Regions from separate parts of the Sus scrofa genome. Here region 2 is linked to region 1. A link is a contact called in public Hi-C data. All regions are on one chromosome and are shown on one strand. Each heading gives the region's core, a stretch centred on a gene start, on an enhancer-like site or on the middle of the called end of the contact. The rest is flanking DNA. Distances are from core to core; before and after follow the strand shown. Region 1 overlaps VAV1 (vav guanine nucleotide exchange factor 1). Region 2 holds the start of TNFSF9 (tumor necrosis factor ligand superfamily member 9).

The links. A called contact is a pair of places that touch in the nucleus more often than the background predicts.
Region 2: a contact with region 1 is called in a Hi-C map of alveolar macrophages, with 4 times the contacts expected there. The contact joins the promoter of TNFSF9 here to the enhancer-like site in region 1. A contact is called at or near these places in 4 of 5 promoter capture datasets (fetal liver, fetal skeletal muscle and liver), 23 of 47 Hi-C or Micro-C datasets (alveolar macrophages, blood, brain and 12 more) and 1 of 2 datasets of contacts at active chromatin or transcription factors (alveolar macrophages).

Annotation. Positions count from the first base shown.
Region 1 is chr2:72,322,464-72,328,194 of Sscrofa11.1, reverse strand. It overlaps VAV1 (vav guanine nucleotide exchange factor 1), which reads left to right. Exons shown (of 27, transcript NM_001267833.1): 27 at 453-762. The coding sequence ends at 506. Among named protein-coding and RNA genes, the nearest start is that of ADGRE1, 19 kb to the right of the region's middle. Within about 2 kb of position 2,499, at least 1 of the 83 cell types and tissues checked has an H3K27ac peak or open chromatin away from gene starts, as enhancers often do. A contact at or near this core is called in alveolar macrophages, where this site is marked.
Region 2 is chr2:72,579,197-72,584,927 of Sscrofa11.1, reverse strand. TNFSF9 (tumor necrosis factor ligand superfamily member 9) reads left to right here and starts at 2,094. Exons shown (of 3, transcript XM_003480815.3): 1 at 2,094-2,507; 2 at 3,149-3,197; 3 at 4,336-5,731. The coding sequence starts at 2,250. The coding sequence ends at 4,808.

The DNA of each region.
Region 1 (5,731 bases), core at 1,250-3,749:
CATCCTTCTCTCCTTTCAGTAAATATTTATTAAATATCTATGGCATTCCAGGAACGATTCTAGGCTGTTGGAACTTAGTGATCAATAAGATAGACAAAAATCCTTGCCCTATTGTAGTGAAGGGAGAGGAGACAGACAAGCCTATAAGGAAGTAACATAAATCATCGATTAGGTGGTGAGAAGTTTTATGGAAAGGAGGAAAGAGGGATAAGGAGTGTTGGGGTGGGTGATATTACAATTTTTAATAAGATAGTTGTGAAGTTCTTAAGAATAAGGTGATACAGACGTAAAGGACTGTAGGAGGTGAGAGCGGTCAGCTGAGGGTATATCTGGGGGAGGTACTTTCTGCAGTAGAAGGTATGGCAGGTGCAAAGGTCCTGAGGTAGGAAGAAACAAGGAACAGCAGGAGAAGATGCAGAGGCTGCCCTGACCACTTCCCTGTCTCTTTCCAGGTTGGCTGGTTCCCCTCCAATTATGTGGAAGAAGATTATTCTGAGTACTGCTGAGCTTTGGCACATTGGCAAAGAGATGAGAAACTACTCTCGGCTCTGAGCCCAGGATGAACAGGCAGCAGGGCCAGTGGCTTTGACAGGTCCTGGTGGGCTGAGAGCCCAGGATGAATGGTAGAGAGTCAGTGTGCAGGTGGCAGGGCTCCTGGGATGTTGCCCTGGTGCAATTAATTTATAACACACTGATTTCCTTCTGGGTCCCCTTGAGAAGGCGGGACTCAAGGCAATAGCTTTTAATAAAATGATAATTGGACAGACTGGTATCATTTAGAAAGCCCTAGAAGGCTAAAGGTGGGAAGGGGCATTGGGACACAGACAAAACTCCCTGGCCAATTCCTGCCTTCCAGCTGTATCACCGTCCTCTACCATTTAAAATAACACCTGGGAGTTCCCATCAGGTGGCTCAGCGGTTAACGAACCTGACTAGCATCCACGAGGACGCGGATTTGATTTCTGGCCTCGGTCAGTGGGTTAAGGATCTGGCTTTGCCGTGAGCTATGATGTAGGTCACAGACGTGGCTTGGATCCTGTGTTGCGGTGGCTGTGGCCTAGGCTTGCAGCTATAGCTCCAATTGGACCCCTAGCCTGAGAACCTCCATTTGCCATGGGTGCGGCCCTAAAAAGACAAAAAGAAAAAAACAAAAATAAAAATAAAATAAAACAAAATAAAATAAGACCTGGAGTTCCCACTGTGGCACAAGGGATCAGTGGCGTCTCTGCAATACTAGGATAGAGGTTCAATCCCCAGCCCAGCAAAGGTCACAGCTGCGGCTGGGACCTGATCCCTAGTCTGGGAGCTCTGTATGCTGCGGAGTGGCCAAAAAATAAAAATAAAATAAAAGTAAAATAAGACCTGAAGAAGGAAATGGGACGCCCACAGAGCAGAAAATAATTGTACGTCAACAGATTTCAGATTGCAAAAACGAAAGTCTCATTCGCTTTTTCTATAATAGAACATAATTCCTATTTGGAGCGCCTCCAGTTCTGCTAAATGGTATAGAAACTTCATCTCAGTTGCATCTGGGTCTCTGGAGTCAGTTCTCTCCAAGGTCACATTCAAATTCCAGGGGCTTTGACGTGAGTGTTGGAGACACCACTGCCCCCTGCTGAGATGCCACAGCTTCTGCTTCAACTTTGCTGTTTCTGCATCATCCGTGTCCCTCTTGGCACGGACCAGGCATCTGGCTGTTTTTTCGTGAATGCCGAGTGGAATGACCATACATTCTGGTTTCCCTGGGGCAGTCCTGGCTGTTGCCCTGGTCTAGTTATGAATCATTTTTCCTTCTCATTCTCCAGAGCATCCTGGTTTGGATGCTAAATGACGTGGTCCCTGTCTTCAGTGGTGCTGCTCCAGAAGGAGAGCCTGAGACAAGGATTGAGGGGTGCAAAATCTACCTGGGAGGTGATCTAAGGAACCAGAGGGGAGGGGGCGGGGAAGAGAGATGGGAAGGGGAGGGGGATAGAGGGAGCACTGATGAACAGGTGACAGCTGTGGGCCATGGGGACTTCTTATTCAGGACCTGGAAGTTAACGTAGAACAAGCTTTGGAGTTGAGGAGGGCGAGGGAACTGGGGTATTTATCCATCAACTTCCATTAGGTGTTGCTTGAAACCTGCTTGTATGTAGGCAGTACACGCTCTGGTGGCCAGAGAACCACAGGCATACTGGAGCCGCCGACCTGTATGGACCTTGTCAGTCCTGGGGCACAATGGGTGGGGTGCCGATTGGGTGTGCACAGTCCTTTGCAGCCAGTCCTACTCAAAGGATGCTGCTTTACGATGGATATGGAGAAACCCCGCCCAGCCTGCTTTATCCTGGGGCCCAGGGTGGGGGTGGGGGTTCCCGGGAGCCTTCTTTTTCTCACATCACCCTGAAGCCCTTTAGATGAGAGGTGGGATTGCAGAATTCAGGAACGTAGGTCTGGACCCATCTCTGAGTTTAACCATCTTCTTTCCCGCCCAGCTCTTCCTGTTCACACTGGGGAACCTTGATCTATTTTGCTGCAAGAAAAGTTGACTCATCCTGAATGCTCATCTGTATAGAGAGCCAGGCTTTCTTTTGACTGATAGCATTATTTTTTAAAAATTGTGGCAAAACCCACATGACATCAAATTTACCATCCTAACCAGTTTTACATGTGCAGTTTGGCGGCGGGATGTATATTTACACTGTTGTGCAATCACTCTCCAGAAATTTTCATCTTGCAAAAGGGAAATTGTCCCCTATTGAGCAACAACTTCCCTTTCCCCTCTCCCCCCCAGCCCCTGGTCACCACTTTGGCCAGACTTTAGTTATCTAGAGTCCTTGAGAGCTTCGATTTTGGGGGGCTCAAAAGCCAAAGTTCAGAATCAATCTTTTCTCTTCCTTCCTTCCTTCCTTCCTTCCTTCCTTCCTTCCTTCCTTCCTTCCTTCCTTCCTTCCTTCCTTTCTTTCTTTCTTTCTTTCTTTCTTTCTTTCTTTCTTTCTTTCTTTCTTTCTTTCTTTCTCTCTCTTTCTCTCTTTCTCTCTTTCTTTTTTTCTGCCGTGCCCATGGCATGCCAAAGTTCCCAGGCCAGGGATCAAATGCACACCAGGGCAGTGACCTGAGCCACAGCAGTGACAATGCTGGATCCTTACCCCACTGAGCCACCAGGGAACTCCAAGATCCAGGATCTTTAATTAGGCTTTTGAAGTTCAAAAGCCAAGAATTTGCTTCTTCGGTAAATCTGCAGGAATACCTCTTAGGAGAAAGAGCTGCAGACAGCTGGACAGTCTGCTGTTAATCACTGAAGTTAGAACATGCCCTCACGCCATACACAAAACTAAACTCAAAATGGTTGAAAGAGTGACATATAAGATCTGACACGATAAAACTCTTAGAAGAGAACTTCGGCAAAACATTCTCTGACTTAATTGTAGCAGTATTTTCTTAGATCAATCTCTCAAGGCAAAAGAAAGAAAAGCAAAAGCCAACAAATGGAACCTAATCAAACTTAATAAGCTTTTGTACAGCAAAACCATAAATAAAATGAAAGATAACCTATGGACTGGGAGAAAGTATGTGCAAATGATGAGACTGACAAGGGCTTAATTTCCAAAACATACGAAGGGTTCACACAACTCTATCAAAAAAACAACATAATCAAAAAATGGGCATGGGGAGTTCTTATCATGGCTCATCGGTTAACAAACCTGACTAGCATCCATGAGGGTGCGGGTTCAATCCCTGGCCTCACTCACTGGGTTAAGGATCTGGCACTGCCATGAGCTGTGGTGTAGGTTTCAAATGCGGCTCTGATCCAGCGTTGCTGTGGCTATGGCTGTGGTATAGGCCGGCAGCTACAGCTCCAATTGGACCCCTAGCCTGGGAACCTCCATATGCTGTGGATAAGGAAACAAACAAACAAACAAACAAACAAAAAAACGCATGGAATTCCCCACTGTGGTGCAATGGGATCAGCAGCCTCCAGAGTGCTGGGATGAAGTTTCGCTAGCCAGCCTGTGCAGTGGGTTAAGGATCCTGCTTTGCCATGGCTGAGGCATAGGTTGCAACTTCGGCTCAGATCTGATCCCTGCCCTGGGAACTCTGTAAGGCATGAGGTGACAATAAAAGAAAAAAAGGCAGAAGACTTAGACATTTCTCCAAAGAAGATATACAGATGCCAACAGGTACATGAAAAGATGCTCAGTGGCACTAATTGGGAATTCCCATCATGGTGCAGTGGAAATGAATCCGGCTAGGAACCACGAGGTCCCTGGCCTCACTCAGTGGGTTAAGGATTGGTGTTGCCGTGAGCTGTGGTGTAGGTCGAAGACGCGGCTTGGATCTGATGTGGTTGTGGTTGTAGTGTAGGCCAGCAGATGTAATTCCAATTAGACCCCTAGCCTGGGAACCTCTATATGCCGCAGATGCGGCCCTAAAAAGCCAAAAAAAAAAAAAAAAAAAAAAGGCACTACTAGTTAGAGAAATGCAAATCAAAACTGCAATAAGTATCACCTCACACCTGTCAGAATGGCCAAAAAAAAAAAAAAAAAATCTACAAATGATACATGCTGGGGAGGATGTGGAGAAAAGGGAACTTTCCTAAACTGTGGGTAGGAACATAAATTGACATAACAGTAGAGAAATTCCTTAACTGCTATATGATCCTAATACCCCACTCCTGGGTATATATAGGGAAAAGAAGAAAAAAAATTTTAATAGTTATTTCCCCAATATAATTTTTTTTCTACTGTACGGCATGGTGACCCAGTTACACATGCATGTACACATTCTATTTTTGCACATTATCATGCTCCATCATAAGTGACTAGGTATAGTTCCCAGTGCTACACAGCAGGATCTCATTGCTAATTCATTCCAAAGGCAAGAGTTTGTATCTATTAACCCCAAGCTCCCCAATCACCCCACTCCCTTCCCCTTCCCGGAAAAGAAGAAAATTAATTTGAAAAGATACATGCACCCCAATGTTCATAGCAGCAGTATTTACAACAGCCAAGACATAGAAGCAACCTAAATGTCCAGTGACAGATGGATAAATGGATAAAGGTGTGGTGATACATACAATGGTATGTTAGCCATAAAAATGAATAAAATAATGCTGCCTGCAGCAACATGGATGGACCTAGAGATTATCACATTAAGTGAAGTAACTCAGACAAAGACAAATATCGTATGATACCATGTATGTGGAATCTAAAAAATAATGCAAATGGACTTATTTACAAAAAAGAAACAGACTCACAGACATAGAAAAACAAATTTATGGTTACCAAACAAAAAATGGGGGAGGGGGAGGGATAAATTAGGAGTTTGGGATTAATAGATACACCCTACTGAATCTAAAATAGATAAACAACAAGGACCTAGTATATAGTACCGGGACCTCTATTCACTATCTTGTAATAACCTGTAATGGAAAAGAATCTGAAAAAAATATGTATAACTGAATCACTTTGCTGTACACCTGAAACTAACACAAGGTGGTAAATCAACTATACTTCAATTCAGAAGGGTGGGTTTAGGGGAAAGTGCACTTGAGGGTGAGTTTGGTGGGTTCTGGAAACTGCAAGGAGCTCACTCTGCTTAGAGGGGGCAAGAGACAGGAAGGGCTGGAGAAGTTATTGGACCCTCCTTCTTACGTGACTCTCCAGAGGGACCAGGCAGACACCTGCTGGAGGAAACCACCTCTTTCTGGAGATGCTGAGGGGTCTCAGGTGTGCCCTGGAGTGGCCCGCTGATG
Region 2 (5,731 bases), core at 845-3,344, 260 kb before region 1:
GAAGGTGCTTCTCTTTGGGAAATAAGTTTCGTGGGAGAAACAACCATGAGCAAGTAAACAAACAAGACTACTTCACGTGGTGGAAACTGCTGGTGAGGAAATTTCATGAGGTGATGTAACTGGGCCCTAGAGAGAGAGAGAGAGACACTTTCAATTGGATTGTCCGAGATAGTGAGTCTGAATTCCTCTTTTTGTCAGCTCAAGCAGTCCTTGGCTGTGGCCTGCTGTTTGGGGGCTGGGGGTAGGGCTTAATAATAAACAGATTAGCCCGTGGCATGTGAGCTTCTTGGCAGAGCAGTGGGATCTGGAGAGAGCGCTTTGGCCTCAGTATCTTTTTATCTATCTTTCTGTTTGACCAGATGCCTTGGGGAAGGGATCCCACCATCTCTGTTTTTCAGGTCCTGGCTGCTGAGTTGGGGGTGAGGATCTAGGTGGGAAACTCCAGCATTCGCGCTCACGTTTGCTTTACCCATGCTTTTAGCGTGATTTGTCCACCCGCAACTGCACTCCTCCCCCCAGAAACTCTGCCATTTCCGTTATCTGGAGGAAAAAAAAAAAACCTATTGTGTTTCCACCCTGATGGGGAGAAGAGCTGGTATCTCTTTCAGGAATTTCCTTTCAATCAACTCTCCTATTTTAGCTGCCACCCACAACACTCTCTTCTGGGGTTGGCAGGGGGTCACCAACGACCGAGGCTTGGAGTCGTGGTGATGGTGGCATTTCGGCAGAGAAATTATATTTAGCATTCCACCCTGATGGCTTGCCATTTGGGTTTAGGTTTTTAACACCAAAAGTCTCTTAAGTATCAACTGCAGTGGGGGTTTGAGAGATGGTACAAGAAGAAAGCTAGAGTTGAATTCATCCTCTTTACTCAGAAGGACAGCTAGAATCCAGACGGCCATAGATCATTCCAGGCAGAGGGACATCAGGTGCGATGGCAAGTGGCAGAATCTTCTGGAAGGTTCCTTCAGACACTGATGGCAGGGGGCCCGCTCCTAGACTGTCAATAGGTGTCGGTTGAGGTGCTATAAGTTCAGAACTAAGAGGTGATGCTGGTTGGGGCATCACACCTTATAAACCAAACTGCTGGTACAACGGAAAAGGAAGCTTTTAGCACCTGTGTGTCAATAATAGTGTCATGATTGTTCGGCCTCCTAGTTCCCCAGAGAGGCTTAATATGAGATTGAATACAGGGCCTGAAACTGACCCTTGTTCTGTGGAACCCAAACTCCCCCCTACTCCCCATTTCCTGGGCCCCTGGTGGACAGTAGACCACAGAGATCAACCACACATCCCCTCCCCACCTCCCCTCCTCTGTCTACAGGGAGAGTGCGGTCTGGAGAGGGTGAAGAAAAGTTGACTGGTGGCTACCCGGCTGGACTGGGCAGAGCAGGGCTTCTGTGGGAGCCCAGGGCTTTTCTAGGGCTGGCCATCTCTCAATCCAGGGTTGCTTCCTCTTTTGGGGACCGAGTTTTGGCAGCTTCTCTGCTCCTCCTCCCGCCCCCGCCTACACCACGGGAGAGCAAACGGGAAATTTGAGTTTCCTTCGCCTCACTCGAGATTGTCCTTTTCCTACAAGGGGAATTTCTCCACCTGGACTCTCCAACCTTCTGCTTGTGGGGTCTAGGGGGCCGCTGACGGGAAGCGTCTAGGTGGGTGGGGGCAGGCCAGGGACGACCCAGGGGTCCCTAGGAAAGGGGGGCGAGGGTCGAGCATGGCACTTAGGGTTCCACTGGGGGGAGGGGTCTTTTGCTCCGGAGGTGAAGGGGGATAAGGCCTGGCTGTCCTCTGAGCCCCCTGAAGAAGTGCTGGGTTTAGGGGAGCCCTGGGGGAGCCCCAGTGCTGGGGGCCTAGGGAGTGAGAAGAAACTCGGGAGAGAGGCAGAGAGACAGAGAAGCAGAGAGGCCCAGGGAGCTAACTGGGGAGACGAAAGAGAATTAGATAATAGGATTTGGTGGAGCAGGGCTTGGAGGGCGAGAGAGAGAGAGAGAGAGAGAGAGAGAGAGAGAGAGAGAGAGAGAGAGAGAGAGAGAGAGAGAAAGGAGATGGAGAGAGGGAGAGATCTAGGGAAAAGAAAGTTAGGGAAAGTTCTGACCGAAGGTGGAAGGGGCGGGGCGGGGCGGGCGGGAACCAACGTACCCAGCACATCGCTGGGATCCCCGGCGGCCACTCCCCGGAAAGCAGCGCTTCCGGATTGGGTATAAAGTGAGTTGCGCTGGGACCCGGACCGCAGCTGTCCGTCGCCGGCCATGAGCTCCAGCTCCGACGTCGACCAGGACCCCGAGGCCCAGAGGCCTCCCGCGCCCCGAGGCCGAGCTTGCAGCCCCTTGCCCTGGGCCTTGAGCGCCGCGCTGCTAGTGTTCGCAGCCGCCAGCGCCGTCTGCCTGGTGCGCTCCTGGACCGCGCCCGGGGCCCCCGCCGCGCCCGGTCCCGCGCCCAGCCCGCGACTGCCAGAGGGTCCGGAGTTGACGTCCGACGCCCTGGCCGGCTTCCCAGACTATCCACAGGTGAGATGCGGCCCGATCAGGAACCCAGGCGAGACCCCAGTCCCACCCCGGGACCCCTTCTCCATCTAGAGGCCCTCGGCGAGGCTCTTTCTGCACCTCAAGCCGAGGGTGGAGGGACACAACGCCCCCACCCGTCCTCTTTGGACCTCCGAGGGCACCCTTTCTTTATCCAGGACTTCGTGGGGGCACCCCTTCTCTACCTACACGCCGTGAGACCCTATCTGCATCCCGGGCCCCAGAGGGGATCTTTCTCCATCGCGGAGCCCAAGGGGCCTTTTATCTTGAACAGTTGATGGGGCTCCCCCTTTCTTTCCTCATTCCCGGAGAACCTCAATTTTCTCTCGGACCTCTGGGGTATCCGATTTTCCCTGCCGACTCTCCTGTGCCAAGTCTCCCTGGAGGACTCTCTTTTCCCTCCTGAGTTCTCGGGGTGCCGCCCTTGCAGACGGCGGTACTGGGGTAGGGTGTGCGTACCTGTGTGTGTGTGCGCGCTCGCCCCCGCGCGCGCGCTCATTTGGAGCGGGATGGGAACGTAGATTCAAGGCCTGCGCAGATCCTGGGGACCCCGCCGCCTTTCCAGAGGGCTGCGGGTGCGGGAAGGAGGGCCCTCCATCCACTCTCTGCTTTTCCTCTGTCGGCAGGGCATGTTCCAGCAGGATGTTTTCGCGCAGCTGGTGGTGGCGGAGGGTGGTGAGTGACTCCCCACGACATGGGGGGGGTGGGGTTGGAAGGGGAGGGTGGGGGGTGCACCAAGGCGAAGAGCCCCGGGAGAGGGAGGCCTCTTCTCTGACCCAATCTGACCCTCTTTCTCCCCTTTCTCTGAAAAACATCCCCTCTCCTTTTAGAACCTTCTCTGTCACTCTGGGACTCTTCCTCTAAGCCCCATCTGTGCCTACCTCCGACGCCACCCCTCCCCCCCGCCCCGGCCATCAGAGCTGGGGCTGGATCCCACAAATCCCAGCCAGATCGAGTCTCTCCCATTTGGTTCTGGGAGCTCTGGACCGTCCTCCGAAGCCCTGTATTCCCTTCTTCCTTCAGGCCACCCTCCTTCCCAAAGATGTCCCCGCCCACTTCCGGAGACCCTCCTCTCTGCCCCTCCCTCTGCCCCTCCCCCTTCCAGAATCTCTTCCCATCCTCTCTCGGAGACCGCCCCCCTTCGGGACTCTTCTCCCCACACCTTTCCTTCCCGCTTCTGGACCTGTGGCCACCTCCCCACTCCTCCTCGCCTTGGAGTTCCCTCCTTACCCTTCCCACCGCTTCCGCCTTTCCCTTTATCTTTCCTCCGTTTTCTACTTCTCTCCAGGTCAGACCCCTTGTTTCCCCAATCTTTACCCTTGGATTTTTCCTTCTTCCTGACAACCGCCCCCTCCATTCCCTGCCCTCTGGGCTCCAGATCCCCTTTCCTCCTTTCTTCCTCTCTGAGTCCTCTTCTCCATTCTACTCGGTCTCTGCCCCCCCATTCCCCTCAACTCCCCCTCCGTACCCCTTTCTTCCCTAGGAGCGCCCCCTCCCCCATCGTACATTCCCTCTTCTTTCTGGGGTCCCCCCCCTTCTCTTCATCACTCTCCCACTTCTGGAGAGTCTTTCCCCTCCTCTGAAACCCTTTCCTCCCTTCTATCCCCCCCTGCCCCTTTTCCTTCCCCCTCAGCCCCAGCTCCCTTTGGGATGCTCTTCCCTCTCTGAGTCTCCTTCTCTCTCTCAGACACCCTCCCCACTTTTGCCTCCTGTCCTCTCTCCCTCAGAGCACCCCCTACCCTCTCCCCAGGGCTGCACCCCCACCCCCTCAGCCTTGCTCACATGCTGAGTGTATCCTGCTCTCTGCTCACAGAAAAGCTGACCGAAGGGCCCCTGCACTGGTGCAGCGAGCCAGGGATGAAAGGTGTGACTCTGACGCCAGGTGTGAGATATGACAGGGACACACATGAGCTGGTGGTGGTCAAGGCTGGAATCTACTATGTGTTCTTGCACTTGGCACTGAAGCGCGTGGTGGCCGTCAACAGCAACAGCAACAGCAACATCAGCTCCGGCTCCGTCTCCGTTGCCCTGCACCTGCAGCCTTCCCACGCTGAGGCCACCGCCTTGGCCTTGACCTTGGACCTGCCACCCCCATCCTCAGGGAACTCAGCCGCTGGTTTCCGGGGTGGCCTGCTGCACCTGGGTGCTGGACAGCGCCTGGGTGTCCACCTGCACCCTGAACTCCGCAAGCCCCTCACCTGGCAGCTCTTGGACACCACGGCCTTGGGCCTCTTCCGTGTGGCCACCAGAGCCCCTGCTGTACTCCCTTCACACCAGCTCTCATGACCCCAGGCCCAGGTGCCACCCCCTAGACCAAGACTGAATCTTGTCTTCTTTTGTTGGGGCCCCTGGTTGATGGGGCCTGGCTGCTCTACCTCACTGGGCTGGGCAGGGGTCTGTGCTGCTGACCCCTTCTTCCAGGACTCTTTGGGAGTCACTCCTGCCCCAAATCGAACCCTTGGTATTTATTCTGAGCCTGAGCTCAGTCAGTGTACATTATATTACATGTATATTAATCCATATTATATTACATGTATATTGATCCATTCAGCTTATATTTATTGAGCTCATGCTTGGTGCCAGGCACGGCCAGGTGAAGGGCTGGAGAAACATTGACAAACAAAAAAGACCCCTCAGAGTTCCCATTGTAGCTCAGCAGGTGAAGAACCCGATGTAGTATCCATAAGGATGTGGGTTTGATCCTTGGCCTTGCTCAGTAGGTTAAGGATCCAGCATTGCTGCAAGCTGTGCTGTAGGTCGTGGATTCAGCCTGGATCCAGCGTTGCTATGGCTGCAGCATAGGCTGCAGCTGCAGCTCCGATTCGGCTCCTAGCCTGGGAACTTCTATATGCCACAGGTGTGGCCATAAAAAGAAAAAAAAAAGACTCCCCTAAATCCTTATTTATGTTAATATATGAGAAAAGGAGACTCAACCCCAGCCTCCCCTCCCCCCATGAAATTCATGGGGCTAGCTTGTGGGGGGGGGTCCTGTAATTGCTGTGTGAGCTTTATTCATTTATTCAACTTTAATCAAGCACTGTTTTAGGTGTTGGGGACACAGCCATGAACAAGACGACACAAAACCTGCAGCTTTTGTCAAGCTGAAGTTCTAATACAGTGGCTTGACCCTGGTATTATGTGACCATGTGTAATTGGACTATGAGGGATGATGTGAGGTGGGGTTGCTACTGTATAATAAACTATAAACA